Regions from separate parts of the Zea mays genome. Here regions 2 and 3 are each linked to region 1. Evidence: chromatin contacts called from public Hi-C data. All regions are on one chromosome and are shown on one strand. Each heading gives the region's core, a stretch centred on a gene start, on an enhancer-like site or on the middle of the called end of the contact. The rest is flanking DNA. Distances are from core to core; before and after follow the strand shown. Region 1 holds the start of LOC103632724 (plant UBX domain-containing protein 2). Region 2 holds the start of LOC111589758. Region 3 holds the start of LOC100273108.

Region 1 (5,019 bases), core at 1,437-3,936:
TAGGATTAAAATAGTTCTATATTCGAGCACAAGTTGTTCGATCATAAGATTACCCAGAACCAGCCATGCGTTTAGATACCAACACTGAATAGAACTTGCTGTTACTGCTACAACTAGCAGTTATGTTTTCCAACTTCTTTCGAGCACTCTTTAGTTTTAAGTTTCTCTCATAAGTAATTTATTTCAAATAATCTATAGCTGACTTAGCTCTTTATTAATTTATCTCCGTTGCAGTACTGAGTGTGTAAAGAGTGAAAATTGTCAGTTAAATAATGTAATTGTCACCAAGAATATAATATCAACAAAGTCTATATCAAAACAATATGGATACCAGAAAATGAAGTATATTCAAATGCCACCAAGAATGGAACATCAGCATATTCTGAATCAAGAAAATAATGCTACCGAAAAGCACGACAAATTTTGGAAGAAACAAGCATGGTACCTCATACAGCGAACCGGTGGCCTCCCCTGGTAGGAATATGCCCTGAAGAATCATTCTATCTGGAAACTGAACTCGTATGACTGCTTGTTTATACTTCTGTCGAGCAGCCAATGCGTGCTTCTCCTTGTAAGACTTTGGTATCAGCAACCTAGATTGTTCTAACCTTTCCCTCCTCATCTTTGCTTCATTCCTTATCTCCTCACCACTAAGCTTGTAAAAGGAATCTGGTACATCATTTTGTGGCACAGAACTCCCGGGAACAGAGACAAATACTCGAATCTGTAAATTTGACAATGCATACTGTAATCTTTTGGAGTTCAGTTTAATATCTTATTTGCATTTTGAAGATAGTTCATGGCAGGACAGCAAGCAACAACATAAACATATCATACAATGTACCAAAATAAATATCAGAAATGATCAATGACATTGTAAACATGAATATCAGAAAACTAAAAGGAGGCCATATGTATTAGTCAGTCCTGTCTGTGTATTTCTTTTTTTTTCTAAAACGCGCAGGAGAACTGCGCATTAAATATATTAAGAGGACAGAAAAAGGTCTAAAATAGATCTAAACATCCAAAGAAAAACCACCTTACGGTGGCCAAAAACGAAAATACACAAAATGATCCATCTAGAAAAAAACGACTAGGAGCCGCCAAAAACTAAGTCCAAAATGTGCGCAGACCTCCCGCGCCTGCCAGACACCACCGATGAGTGTCGTCTTTGATGTTTTGAATAGTCTGACTGCTGCGAGGAGTAGCCCCCTCGAACGCACATTCATTCCGTTGTTTCCACAACCACCATGCCACCAGCACAACAAGGGAATTGATCCCTCTGCGCTGTACAGCAGGGATCTTTTTCTGATATCCCTTAATTTATAGTTATTGTCCCACTAATACCTCAAGAAATGGTTACACATTTGGTAAGACATACGATCTTCCAGGTACATGCCTTTACAATCTTGCACTGTTCTACACTTCTATGTTTATGCTAACAGCAAATTTTTTGAGATAATAGTTCAAAAGGTGAAATATGTTATAACTGACTATTATTTCCTAAGTCCTAATGAAGCTAGCTAACAGCGCAACGAAACAAGCATAAAATTGGCAGTTCATGTAAAAATGGCATGACATAAGTAAATCAACCAACCATACTGTGCTGATTGATGGTAATGAAAGCTTTGTGTTAGCCAACCAATTAAAGGCCTTATTATCAACGGAACCCTCTTCTTACCTGCCGATCAATTGTCATAGCACCGTCCTGCAGCACATCAGGCACATTGCTGCAACTCTCCTTGGCCTCAGCCTCCACCTTCCCTGGAGCCGCAGAGGAGTGTGCCCCCTCGAGCAGGAGGAGGGCCCTCCTGATACCGTTGAGCCTGGCGTCGCTGGGCACTTCGTCCATCACGGCGAAGGGCTCCCCGCCCTCATCCCCGACCCTGAACCCGACGGCCTCCAGGAGCTCCGCGCCGCCTTCTCTGTCCGCCACGGCCTCCTTGATCCGCGGGTTGCCCAGCCTCACCCGCCTGAACTTGTCGTTGCTGGGCTCCCGGAGCAGGTTGCCCAGCAGGCGTTTGACCACTTCAACGGCAGCGGGCGGCGGGGGTGGGTCGGCAGCGAGGTACGCGGCGGCGCGCGCGCGGGCGCCCCCCGCGGACGCGAGGCAGCCGTCGAGGTGCTCGGTGACGGCAAGCTCGGAAGGGAACGCGTCTTCGCAGCTGGGGCACGCGATAGTGGCGGCGGCCGCGGTGCCATTCGCGACGGAGCGGCGGGAGGAGGAGGAGGAGGAGGAGACGAGGGGCGTGTACGGGGTGAAATCGGTGGTTGAAGTGGGCGGGGGAGGTGGCGAGGGCCGCTTAGGGGCAGGCTTGGGGTTTGCGCTAGGGTCTGAGGGGCGGGAAGCGGGGTGGGAGGAGGAGGAGGAGGGGGAGGGGCCGGAGCCGAGGACGTGGGAGGTGCCCTTGAATGAGGACGGGGTCCCAGAGCCGGAGGAGGTGATCTTCTTCATGAAACCCTTCATCTTGTCCTTCATCATGGCGCTGGAGGCGGAGGAAGCGTAGGCGGCCGCGAACAGATGAGATTGGAGCGTGGATGCGTTCACGCGGAGTGGACGACTTGGTGGTGGATGTTGTCGCCGCGGGGACGAAGCAAACGAGGAAGAACGAAGTAGCAATAAAGGCGAGAGCAGCAGCAGTGGAGAAGCAGCTTGTGGAATCGTTTGTTTGTGCGGTTGTACTCATGGAGTAGCTTCGAAGGCATCTTCTCTCCTGACCTGACTGTATGGCGGGCCGCAATACCTTGCTCGACTGCACGGGCTGGTGCACTGTCAAAGCCCGGTAGTGGCATGGGAACCAAAATGGGCCTCTAGCGTTTCTCACGCGTCGGGATTCGGAAGCCATGGCGGCATGCCACTGAACAGAAGCAGCAATGCCATTCACAGTTTCACACCTAAAACCGTGTTCAGCAGTTATGTCTCAAAACATTGTTTTGTATTATATACTGCACTGTTCACATACAAGGTTGTCCCTACGTCATGTTTAGGACACGTGCAGGGTGGTATCATCATACATTAGTCAGCTAGGACGCTCAAAACCAGGCCCGACCCTGAGTAGGTGCGAGTGGTGCTGCTGCACCAGGCCTCCAAAAATCAGAGGGCATCTACATACAACCTACTATATGTCATATATATTAGTCTATAGTTTGGCCCAAAAATCTATTAATCAGGTATGCAATCAATCACTCATGCTCTAGTGCCTTCTCCTTGACCGCTCAACGTTTCTATGCCTCCAGGCGAGTAGTTCGCACGCACATGCGGCAGACGGCCAGTGACCGCTCCCGAGTCACGAATTGTTGGCCCTCGCCCTCCACACATCAATTGCTCCCTCTGCCCCGCAAACACTCGGATAAGCAAACCGATCGCCGCCCACCCTAGGCCTATCGTCGCGCTTCAGTTGTAAAGAATGGAACTCCAAACTAGTCCCTAAATCCTAATAGAATGTTCTTGTGTTTCTGATTGTATCAAATTCGATTTGACTTTAAGGACATCATCCTAATGTTTTTATTGCTTCTTTGAATCCTATTGACTACGCCTTGACTGCCGCATAAGCTAAAAAAAACTTTTCTAAGTTGAAGCTATTGAATAACTATTTGAGGTCACTAATGTACTAAGAAATATTAAATGGTTTGGTCTTTGGCAACCTTTTGCATTGAGAAGCACCTGTTGGATGGTATTGATACTGACTCTATCATCACTGACTTTGCATCTAGGAATGTTAGAAGAAACTTTTAAATGACCTCCGTGTTATAATTTTGTCAGTATTATAGTTGCAATTGTGTATAATCTTGTTATGTTTATTGTCAATGGGCCCCTATTTTTGTCCCGTCCAGGGCCTCCAAATTCTCAGGGCCGGCCATGCTCAAAACCCTTGTCAAAAAAAGACACTCAAACCTGAAAAAACACAATATTGTATCCGTGTGAAAAATGTTTCAGATAATATATCTCTAATACTACAGCTGTCCAAAAGAAACAAGCTATCGCAAGCATTATAACTAACGGGTTAATTCTGACAAATGGTTAGCTTCCGGTTCAAAGACAGTGGAAATAAAATTCTATTTCCATTAAACATGTTCTTCTGAAGTTGTGATAGTAAAGGCACTTGCCAAACAATCATATCACATATCCATTGAACACATGCTTAAAATAACAATTGTAAGCACACCCAGACAATCCAAATTGACGCAATGCTGACTATTTAGGATGAACTATAGGTAAAAAAAAATAAGTGATAAGTGATAACTATACTACTAGAGTTCTAGTTCATTTTCCAACAGATACATACAAACCTCTCCTACCAAAATAACATGTATGCTTTAATGATCCTGAACAAAGCAGCAGTACAACCTTACTATCATAGTTCAGCAATTAGCACAAGGCTTTTAAAAAAATAGAGTCAAGCCACCATGCTAGAACAATGTGGCAACTGGCAATATTTTGACAAGCCGTCCAGCACATCTTAGTAACACTGAAGTCAAACTGATAGCTCAAATCATTGACAACAAAAACTAAATTATTCTCTACACTGTCATGTACCAATCCAACCATGGTACAAAAGTATGAAACTACCACAAATCGTATTGTATCAGACTGCAATCAACCATGCTGTGACACCTAGACTAATTAAGGGCACTCAAACACGGAAAAACTTCAAGATACATACCAAAGCTTTTTTTTTGTTAGTACCATTGTTAAGAAAATGATCAACTTCCAGTTCACAAGCAAATGTAAAAAAATACTTTCACATAACACGGTTGTGTGATAGTAATGGCAACTAACAACCAAATCACTTATTCATTGAACTGAGCGTCAAGGATGAACTTAGAAAATAATGTTTATTTACATTAAAAAATTTAAGTCAACATCCATCTGACACATAACAGATAAGCTCTAAGCAATTCCTATAAACCACCCTTAAGATAAGTAGATAACATGTATACCTTGATGATGAAAAGATAAACGAATTCCATACAGAGGTGCAAGTAACAACTCAAATAGTTGACGGATAATGCTAAGAT
Region 2 (5,019 bases), core at 1,127-3,626, 240 kb before region 1:
TGGTTTAGGTGACCTACCACCTGACTTGCTTCAAACATTGAAGTACTGTTTTGAAATATTGTTTTGAAACGTTGTTTTGTAATGGTGTATGCTCAATTTTTTTATTACTATATTGTAATATTGTGTTCTGCATGAAATACTAGGTCATCTTGTATTATTCACAAACAGAAAAGGTGATAGTTGATCACCATTTGCTGAACAGACAACAACATTCGTGAAGCTAAAACTGAGTTGGTTCCATCAACCAGTGACCATCCAAACAAAACTAAGTCAGTTCCATCCACAAAAAATGGTGACTATTAGAGATGACCCTACCCCAAATCAAGGATGACCACAACTCATTATATTTTGACCTTAAACCAAACATATCCTTATATACTGAAACTAACATATATTATCTCGCCCCCATCCAACAAACAAAACTTAGAAAACTATGTCCAACCAAATCTTTTCTATTAAAACTTGACCCCTTTTGGGCGCACGCCCGCGCTTCGCGCTAGCGAGCGTGCTTCGGCCGCGTGACGGGATCCCTCCAGTCTCGCCTGCACTTTCCATTCGGCCCCATGATGCAGCGAGAAACCACGCCTTTGTTCGTTGTTCTTGGTCGAGCTACACGCGGGATGGGAGCAGTGACCGTCCTCGCCGAGGACAACATCGCACGGCTCGACAGTGCCCCGCATGGTCATGAGCAGTGACCGTCCTCACCGAGGACAACGTCGCATGGCTCGATGGTGTCCAGCGTGCTGCCCGACATGGTCATAGTTTTAGGTCTGCGAGAAAACCAAGCGCCTGGGTATTATCCATCCACCGCACGGCCTCTTCTCACGCCGCCTCGACTTCCTCTTCCAGCCCCCGCCATCCATCCTCCTCCTCTGCACATGTACACTCACCTCAAAACCCCCAAGCATCGTGCTAAAACCCGGCCTAGCCCTCGAATCCCCCCTTGCCCGCGCGGAGTAGACGAGCCCAGCCCGTCCCATCGACCATGGCATCCTCAGGGTCCGCCGCTAACCTCTGGTACTGCTTGGCCTAAGCATCGCGGGCGTCCTCCTGGCAGCGCGGCGATTGAGGCACCATACGCGCCCTGACCACGACGCTTTCATGGCCCGCCTAGAGCTCCTCCCACCGCCACAGCCTCCGCCGTCGCAAGGAGGCCAGCCCGGGCGAGGTGGCGCAGGCCATCGCCATGTTCCCCAGATCCTGTTCCACAGCGTCGCCTTCTTCCAGGTACACCCAGCTCTCGCCTTCTTCAGGCACAGCTCCAAGCCGTCAAGCGCCACCCAGTCCCGATTCCCTTCACACCGTCTCTCGCCCTATCCTATCTGACGGTCCAAGACTCTGAGTTTGCCGTGGTGAGTGTGCTTCACTGCTTCTCTAATTCCTCCCGTTGCATTGGTTCGATGGAATATGGCGCTGAGGAGGAGGCGGCGACCGATGACCCCAGTAGCAGCGGGGGCACCAGGCGTTGGGCGACTGAAGGGGAGCCCGAAGCTGACTGTGGATGCGGACATGCGAGATATGGCGAAGACGGCCGCGTGGAGCGTTAGTTCCTACAGGGCTGGCAACGGTGTCACGGCCCTGCACGACAACAACCTTGACACCTGCCGACAGTTAGTGACAATTGCTCATCGCTTTTATTCTTTGTTGAATTAGTTGAAGCTAGAAGGTCAGAGTTTTTAAAATCTACGATTTGGTTTCAGGTCTGATGGGGCTCAAGTGTACAGCCGCAAATGGTGAACATCCAGTTCCAGAAGAAGTTGCAGGCGTGTAGCTGCAGCCTGCAGGTGCCTGCTTCAGTACAGATTCTACTCCCTTTGCCTTGCGATTCGATGGTTTTGAGATTTAATTAATTCTATGTCGTGCGGCAGCTCGTCGTGATATACGTGGATTTCAAGCTCGAAGAAGTGCTCCACTAAAAATGAAACGTTAGAATTCAGCTGAGCATCTTACTCTACATTGCAGCAAACTGTGACGTGCTTTGCTGAGTTAGATTAGTCTGGCATGCTTGAGTTTCCCATGGTAAAATTATCATTCATTTGCATTGTACTTCTATTTTTTTAAAGAACTTTGCCATTTGTTCATACCAAACCGGTCTATTTTATGTGTCTACTTTGAATCGCACTAAATTAAGTTTATTAATGCATTCGGCTAATGTAGGTAGGGCGCCGCGAAGCGCGCCTCTTTTTCTAGTAAACAAAAGCGCAAATGGAAGCCGCTTCACGTAGCAGCCCGTGCAAAGCAAGCGAAAGGGACCCGCGAGCAGCGAAGCAACCAGGCCAAGCGCAACACGACCTACACCGTGGGGCCGGCCATCCAGGAGACACGCGTATTCCGTCCTGGACAAAGGACCGCATCCACTTGCTAGCTCGCTAGTCATTACCTGATTTCGCCGCGGGCGTCGTCGTCTTTCTCCTTCCTCGTCCTTTATAAAGGAAGGTGGCAATGGCCTTTCCCTCTGCACCGCCAAGTTAGCTTGCCTAGCCACATCAAAGCAAAGCTAGCTACGGCCAGCTTTGGCGATCTGCTTGCTTCTCTCTGAGCGTTTCTTTACAACTAAACCAACTGAGCAATGGGGAGGCAACCGTGCTGCGACAAGGTGGGGCTGAAGAAGGGCCCGTGGTCGGCGGAGGAGGACGAGAAGCTCGTCACCTTCCTCCTCACCAACGGCCAGTGCTGCTGGCGCGCCGTGCCCAAGCTTGCCGGTGAGTGAGCGTGCCTGACTGACCATCCCGCTTCCATCGTGTTAATTAATTTGGCTCATACTATTAGGCTTCCATGCACGCTAAGACGCCAACGACATGACGATGAACCCACTTTCTCTCTCTCTGTATAATGGGCAGGGCTACTGCGGTGCGGAAAGAGCTGCAGGCTTCGGTGGACCAACTACCTGCGCCCGGACCTCAAGCGCGGGCTGCTGTCGTCGGAGGAGGAGACGACGGTGATCGACCTGCACGCGCAGCTGGGCAACCGGTGGTCCAAGATCGCGTCGCACCTGCCGGGACGCACGGACAACGAGATCAAGAACCACTGGAACACGCACATCAAGAAGAAGCTGAGGAAGATGGGCATCGACCCTGCCACCCACAAGCCCCTCCACCCACAGCCAGCAGCTCCTCCTCCGACTCAGCAGGAGCAGGACACGGGCGGGTCGCCCGAGGAGGAGGGGGAGAAGGCCGACGCGGTCATGATGGCAGCAGCTACGCCGATTATCGGGCACGAGACGGCGCCGTTCTTTACCGACGAGGAGGAGATGCTGGCGCACCTCCTTGACGACATCGACGACTTCCCACCCGCGGCTTATTCTCCCGACGACTCTTCTTCGCCCTCCTCCTCCTCCTCCGCGTCCCGGTCGTCTCACTCGGCCTCCGTCGTCACAGCGCCGTCGTCGAGCGGAGCTGGTGGAAGCAGCGTCGCCGACGGCGAGCGGCCGCTGCAGATGGTGGAGTGGCCTGAGTCCATGTGGCTGGACGACGACGTGGTGCCCGGCCTGGCCACGACGCCGTGGGAGTTCGAGGACGACAACCCCTTCCTCGCCTACCAGAGGAACAACGCTCTGTTCGATCACCAGCTGGAGGCATGGAACAACGACGGCAGGGTCGAGCTGTTCTGAGGCGCTGAGATGATCTACTTCTTCCTCGATCGTCATTAGATTAGATGTAGTTAATTAATACGTCATCCCCGGCCTACGATCGAGCAGTTCGCGTTGCACAGACCAGAGCACTCACGGCCGTTGAAAATAAGCAAGAGAAAGAGATGAAAGTGGTTGCACGCCCGGTTTCTTGGTTTTCTAAAACCTTTGGCCGGGCCGACCACAACTTGCAAAGGAACAGTTGGAGAGAAAAAAAAATGTTCGTTAGCAATCTGCCAGTGCTGTTTGGCATTGGAGAACCCTTCCGTGGATTGTTTATTGGACAATGCAAGACCCCTCTACGTACGTTGAAAATGGGAATAATAAAGCCAGGCCACTTTGTACCGAATGTCTAATTTCTACTAGAAATCAAGGCGTTCCGGTGGTTCTCATATTACCCTTTAATTTGACCCGCTGCAGGCGTGCTGCTGGCTGCTGCTGTTATTCAACCCTGATAGAGACTTGAATTCGTTCGATCTGGAAAGGAAATACTAGGGCCAGTTTGGTAACCCCAATTTTCTAAATTTAAGGAAATTGAAATTCACGGCTAATAAAGTAACTTGTTTAGCTTTGAGTATGATATTCCACCACTTTACAAAGTTCAGATATAAGACTATTTCAAATTCATGGGTGGAGGATAAAAATGATTTTATGTATTAGTGTAGAATTTGTTTTTACTCTGTAACTTATAGAACGCTCTTCGACTCGCTCATCTATACTAAAAATATAGCAGATAAATATCTCCAACATTTTGTTAAAAATAGTATACAGCTATATTTTGCATAAAATGAATTATCTTAACTGGTATATGGTTAAATTAATATTATTAGAATGGAATTCAATTCTAATGATCCAAACTAATGATCCAAACGGGATAACGCCGTTTCCTATGATCCTCTTTCCTCGGTGCCGTTTGATCAGGAAAGAAAATCTTAGGACTAATTCGGCAACCCTATTTTTCTAAACGATTTCTATTTTACCAAAAATATAAATTAATTTCTTTTTAGAAAATGAAAATCTCTTGTAAAAATAAGATCGTCAAACTAGCTCTTAGAAGAACGAAAGTGCGTGGGTTACTACAGATTCCATATAAACTCAGCAAGCATTATTTAGGGCATGTTTGGTTTGATGGCTAACTTGCCACACTTTGCCTAACTTTTCTGCCTAAGGTTAGTTCTTCAATTCAAACGACTAACCTTAAGTAAAGTGTGACACATTTAGCCACAAACCAAACAGCCCCTTAGTTTACCGTGACGCAGGGGTACGTAGCTAGATTGTGCATGTTACTTTGGAGATCGAGACGAGAGAGACGCGGCTGTGCAGTGCTGTGTGCATGCGTGCTCGCGGTGCTTCTCCTCATATATATTATTCTGGACACTTCCACGGTAGGC
Region 3 (5,019 bases), core at 1,633-4,132, 180 kb before region 1:
TGGAGGTTCATAATACAAGAACAAAAATATTACACTTTGGCCATACAAAAGGCGCAGAATTTGTAAGCCTATATAAATTGACTTGATACCGCTAAAGAAATGGCGCTAGGACAAAAAAAAATCAAGAGTCTGCAAGTGACAGCTCTCTTGTTAGTTAGGTGGGGGCACCACCAGCATCACAGTAAACTAGCACAACAAAACATCATCATAAACAACAGCTAGCGGCACCGATAACATACGTAATCTCTTCCTCTCGAGTCCTTGCCTGAATGCAAAAGTATCGTATGGTCCTTGCATCAGTCAGCCTGGACAAATCTATGAACATTGGGCATGATCAGATATTCAGATCAGATCTGTAGTTTTGTACTGGGGGACTCTTGGATGAAGCTGATGTTCCTGGGCTGCCCTAAACATAGGGACTCCTCATGGTTGCTTGAGAGGGCAATGTCTGTGCATGATGACTTGTCGTTGGCGCTCCCACTGCCAAACGTGTCACTGCTCTCCATCGGGCTCTTGGCTGATGGGTAAGGTGCAGCAGTTGTCACCCTGCAAGAGAAGTATACACAGATCAGAACCAGCTTTGGAACGCAAATGCAAATATGTCGTAAGGAATTAAGGTGCTGCGATGCACTCGGAAACCAATGCCCTGTTTTTAGGACATTGGGAGCAAGAATATGGATTCTACCTTTCCTTTCTTTTCTCCAAGAATCGAGCAAGGGACGCCTTTCTAGCTTGAGGGACAGCTGCAACAGACAATGACAATTTCAATACAACAAATGAGCAACCAGAATTACTGAATACTCCAATGATAGCCAGTTGGTGCTATGCAAACCATAAACAGCCAACGGTACCTCTAGGCATTATTGCTGCTGCAGTTGTAGCGGCAATGGTTGCAGGCTGAGCTCTCGGAGCCTGACTTACAGGAGAAACAGGAAATGGCACTGAAGATTTTGGAAATGGGGAGTCAAGGTTAGAGCTCGAGGCGCTCCTGGGGAGACTTGCAGCTTGCAAGATGCCAGGGATTGGTTTGGAGATGGCAGACGAAGGTGGAGAAACGTGTTGTGGTTTTTGAAACAGCATCTGTGTTGCATGCAAAACCTCAGGCGCTGTGACTTTTGCTGGAGCGAGAATAGGAGCTTCTGGCTTACGGGCCACGGGGGCTGAGCTTGGAAGAGACCCTCTGCTGGCTAAGAGCATGAGCTCCTGAGCCTGTGGAACGGAAAATGTCAATGAAGGAGCTTAAATGCAAAGCAAATTAGCATCAAAATGGAAAGGCCATGAGAAATTATACCTTCTCAGCTGAGACGTTGTCGAATACGTTGACAGAACCAGCATAGAAGATCGTCAATTGTGCTGTCTTTGGCCTCACCACATCCCTTCACAGGCAAAACAAGCAATGTTTCAGTCGATACTAATTCCACAGCCACTTTTATAAGTCACTGTGGTAACAGCAGATAAACCAGGAGTACCTTGTTCCATAGAAACCAACAGTAGAACTGGCCGCAGCGTTGTTGTTGATGGCAAAAGGCGGCTGCTTGAACGCAGTACCGTTCGGAAGGCTAGGCGAGCTCTGGACCCTGAACATCGGACTGTTCTGGTTGAACGGCGACGAGACCGGAGTGACTCTAGCCCCGTTCAGCGCATGCTGCGTGCGGTGCGCGGCGGCGTAGTGCGTGCTGTCGGGGCCGAACGACCTCTGCAAAAGCATCATCAGAGGCCCGAAAAGGGACCTAGATGTATCAGTAAAAACTCGGAAGCTGACATGGACCAGAACCAAGAAGGGCAGCCGCGCAAACCTGGTGCGTGAGGATACGAGGGGCCGGGTTCTTGGCGCCGTCGAAGGAGGAGAACTGGGGGAACGAAGCTGACCGGAACGACATCAACGCCGGGGCGGCGCCGGGCTTGCTAGCGAAGGACCAGTCCATTGCCGGGGCTGCTGCTGCTGCTCCTGCTCCGCCGAAGTAAGCTGGGGAGAGAGATTGCACACATGCCTCTGACAATCAGACGCCGGCACATAAATACACACAGCAAAGCAAGAACCCAGAGATGGATCCGTTAACCATCCCCATCCCACACGAGCGATCAGACTACTAGCAGCTCGAAATCAACTAACGACACGCGCGGCTGTCCGAAAGGCTCGGCCAGCCTCTCCCGGAAACATCGTCGCTTTCTTCACGTATTAACTCTCCCCACAATCGAGCGTACACGGCAGGCCGGCCGTCAAAAGGAATTCGGCAGGCATGCCAGCCAAGCAAGCCCACACTCTTTGTTGCGAAGATAAAGTAATCAGCAACAAAACACACACAGAGAAAAGAGAGAGAGAGAGGAAAGGGACGCTTGAATTTCGCAGCGCACCCATGCCGCATCTCGCCGCACCGAATGGAGCGAACCCAACCCCAGCACGGCAAGAAACTAGGGCACGGCTCGGTGCGGGCACAGATCAAGAAACGCAGCGCGGCAGGCGGCGAAAGGAGGCCGGGAGCATACCAGATTCCTCCGCGCCTGCCTCCTCCTTGTGCGGGTGCTGCTGCTCCTTGCCGATCGCGGCCAGGAAATCCCTCTCCATCCAACTGGACTCCGGAAAGGAGGCACCAGATTTTGCCATGCCCTCCCGAGGTAACTGCTGGTGGGTGGAGTGGAGAGACAAACAGCGGCAGCCCCCTCCAGGCTCAAGCAAGCTCTGTGAAGCCTCTCTCCCCTCAGCTCCTCGCCTTCTCGTCCGCCCCTCCACTAGCTAGTGATGACGGTGCGCGGCAGCATTGAAAATTCTCCTCTCTCTTCTCCTCTCCTCTTGTAGTTGTAGGCCTGCCGTGTGCCCGTGTGTGCTATTTGTGTTTGTTTAATGGCTTGCGCTTCACTTTTTAATTGAAAACGAGGGCATTAGGAAACAAAAAAATAATTAAAAATAGGAGTAGGAAACAAAAGAAATAAAGGAGTGGTTCGCGTGGCGACTAGGGGCCAGCGGGCCCGGGCCGCGGTGACCGGATCGCTCGCGTCGTTCTCGGCGGGGCCCGCGCCACGTTTACCGGTTCCCCCGGTCGAGTCCCCCACGTGGTACGACACAACGTCCTTCCTGCTGCACTCTGCCTGGTTACGTCGAACGCCACTGACATTTTGGGCGGAGAGGAATGGAACCCCGCATGTCGGTGGAAGAGTGTGCGGCGACCGAGCGTCCAGCGTGGCTCAGACGCGGTGGGCGGGTCGTTGATAGGACGACACGTGTCCGGGAAGGAGAGCGCACGAGGTGAACCGTGGTGGGCGGCCAGTGGCTCCCGCGGTGGGGCCTCGGGATTCTCTGCGCGGGGAACGGGTCCCACGTGAGTTCTGCTCCGGACCACGATTCACGAGGCCACCGAACTTTTTACATTTTAACCTTGTTTTAGGACCGTTTGTTTTCTCGTTAAACTTTAGCACTATATTTTTTTCTTCTGAAGTTTAGACGCTAAAGAAACAAACATGTGACAAAAAGTGTTGTGCTAAAGTTTAGCATATATTAGCACTTTAGCTCAACCAAAGATGATAAAACTATGCTAAAAATAGTCTCCAATCCTATTTTGCATGGATTACCCCTTTCACTCTCCCACCATTGGCCGCCGCAGTTGATAAAGTTTAGCACTTTATCCAAACAGTCCTCAAGTGCTAATGTTTAGCACATGCTAAATTTTAGCAGCCGCTAAACTTTAGCACTAGAGATATAAACATACCCTTAATTTTAATTTCGTATCTCTAATACAACTATTAATGTGTTTGGATTAATGGTATCTTACTCATTTAGTATATGGCTATATGCCAGGTAGAATGAAAAGCTGATGTGACATGTGAGTAAAGAGGAAAGAGAATAAAGATTTTAATAGAGATGTCGCTCAGGCACGATTCATACTCTTGTATACATCTAACATTTAATAATCCTGTAAGACTATTGAACATCAGATGATATTATAATTAGGACAACTATATCTTGTATAGCAACATATGATTTGGCAAGTTGTATATCGTGATAAGAAATAGTGGGTTAGGAATAGCCTAAGGCTACTCCAAATAAGAGTTTCATTGTGTTATTCTTAATATTGCGCACCATCAAGAATGAGATGAAAAAAGAATAAAACATGCAAAAGTTTTAGTTCATGATTTTACATGCTAAAATGTCAATTAAATGTTGCATCGAAATGACCAATAAAAATGTATGAAATGAAAAAAATTGCTCTCAATGGTGGTTTCATGTGTTTTTCAATAACTTCAAAATAAGTTGATATTGTTTCATGATGATGAAACTATGTCCATTCGTTTCAAGATAAATATGGTGTTATGTCATCCAAAAATCTGACGTGGCAATCTAACTAATGTTTGAAAATTCTCACGAAACTACTACTCAGGATAGCCTAAGAGTCAACACTATCACTTATGGCATCGAAGTTATACGACTTAACGACATAGATCATATTGTTGAGTTATTACACCATAAATAGCTTAGACACCACAATGGCTCTAACGTGGCGCCGAAGTTGGCATCAAGATATGTACGCTGTGTATGATGTAGAGGTGTTGAGCACTAAATGTGCCTGGCGGACGGTCCGTGGTCCGCACTATCCGTCGTAGAGGCGCAAACCGTCCGTGCGTGCGCAGAATCAGTTAGGGTTCCAGATTTCTTATGAGATTTGTTATTAGTTAAACTTATGGATTAACTCGAGAACCGACTTGTAACGGGTCTAGACCTCCCCCTTTATATAAATGAAGGGTCACGGTCGATTGAACCTCACACAATCAATCCAATCAATTCTACTTATCATCTTTACCTTATGCATCAGGAGTAGCCCTAATTTAGCCTTCTTCTACCTCAAATCTTCACCTCTCTTCGGCTCTACGTCGACTAGAGGCATCTTGGGTGGCTTATCGACTCTAAGACACACCCTAGGATCTCTCCCCCTGATGGAGTCCCTCCTGGGAAGTGAGATCTAGGTCTGTTGCGAAGAAAACGACACTCTACGCCATTGCAAACCGTCCAGACATACTCAGAGAAGG

What was found. A called contact is a pair of places that touch in the nucleus more often than the background predicts.
Region 2: a Hi-C map of leaf shows a contact between it and region 1, with 3 times the contacts expected there. The contact joins the promoter of LOC111589758 here to the promoter of LOC103632724 in region 1. A contact is called at or near these places in 3 of 25 Hi-C or Micro-C datasets (ear, leaf and tassel).
Region 3: a Hi-C map of leaf shows a contact between it and region 1, with 6 times the contacts expected there. The contact joins the promoter of LOC100273108 here to the promoter of LOC103632724 in region 1. A contact is called at or near these places in 10 of 25 Hi-C or Micro-C datasets (bundle sheath, ear, endosperm and 3 more) and 2 of 3 datasets of contacts at active chromatin or transcription factors (leaf and seedling).

Annotation. Positions count from the first base shown.
Region 1 is chr7:113,584,241-113,589,259 of Zm-B73-REFERENCE-NAM-5.0, forward strand. LOC103632724 (plant UBX domain-containing protein 2) reads right to left here and starts at 2,687. Exons shown (of 3, transcript XM_008654466.4): 1 at 1,682-2,687; 2 at 446-724. The coding sequence starts at 2,482.
Region 2 is chr7:113,343,371-113,348,389 of Zm-B73-REFERENCE-NAM-5.0, forward strand. LOC111589758 reads right to left here and starts at 2,377. Exons shown (of 2, transcript XM_023300650.2): 1 at 2,163-2,377; 2 at 1,952-2,024. The coding sequence starts at 2,377. The coding sequence ends at 1,952. LOC103632720 (transcription factor MYB20) reads left to right here and starts at 786. Exons shown (of 5, transcript XM_008654463.3): 1 at 786-1,610; 2 at 1,701-1,784; 3 at 1,869-2,019; 4 at 2,158-2,702; 5 at 2,841-4,033. The coding sequence starts at 2,570. The coding sequence ends at 3,610.
Region 3 is chr7:113,400,539-113,405,557 of Zm-B73-REFERENCE-NAM-5.0, forward strand. It overlaps LOC100273108, which reads right to left and starts at 2,883. Exons shown (of 7, transcript NM_001147557.2): 1 at 2,488-2,883; 2 at 1,797-1,966; 3 at 1,470-1,696; 4 at 1,292-1,376; 5 at 852-1,209; 6 at 686-743; 7 at 1-546. The coding sequence starts at 2,605. The coding sequence ends at 348.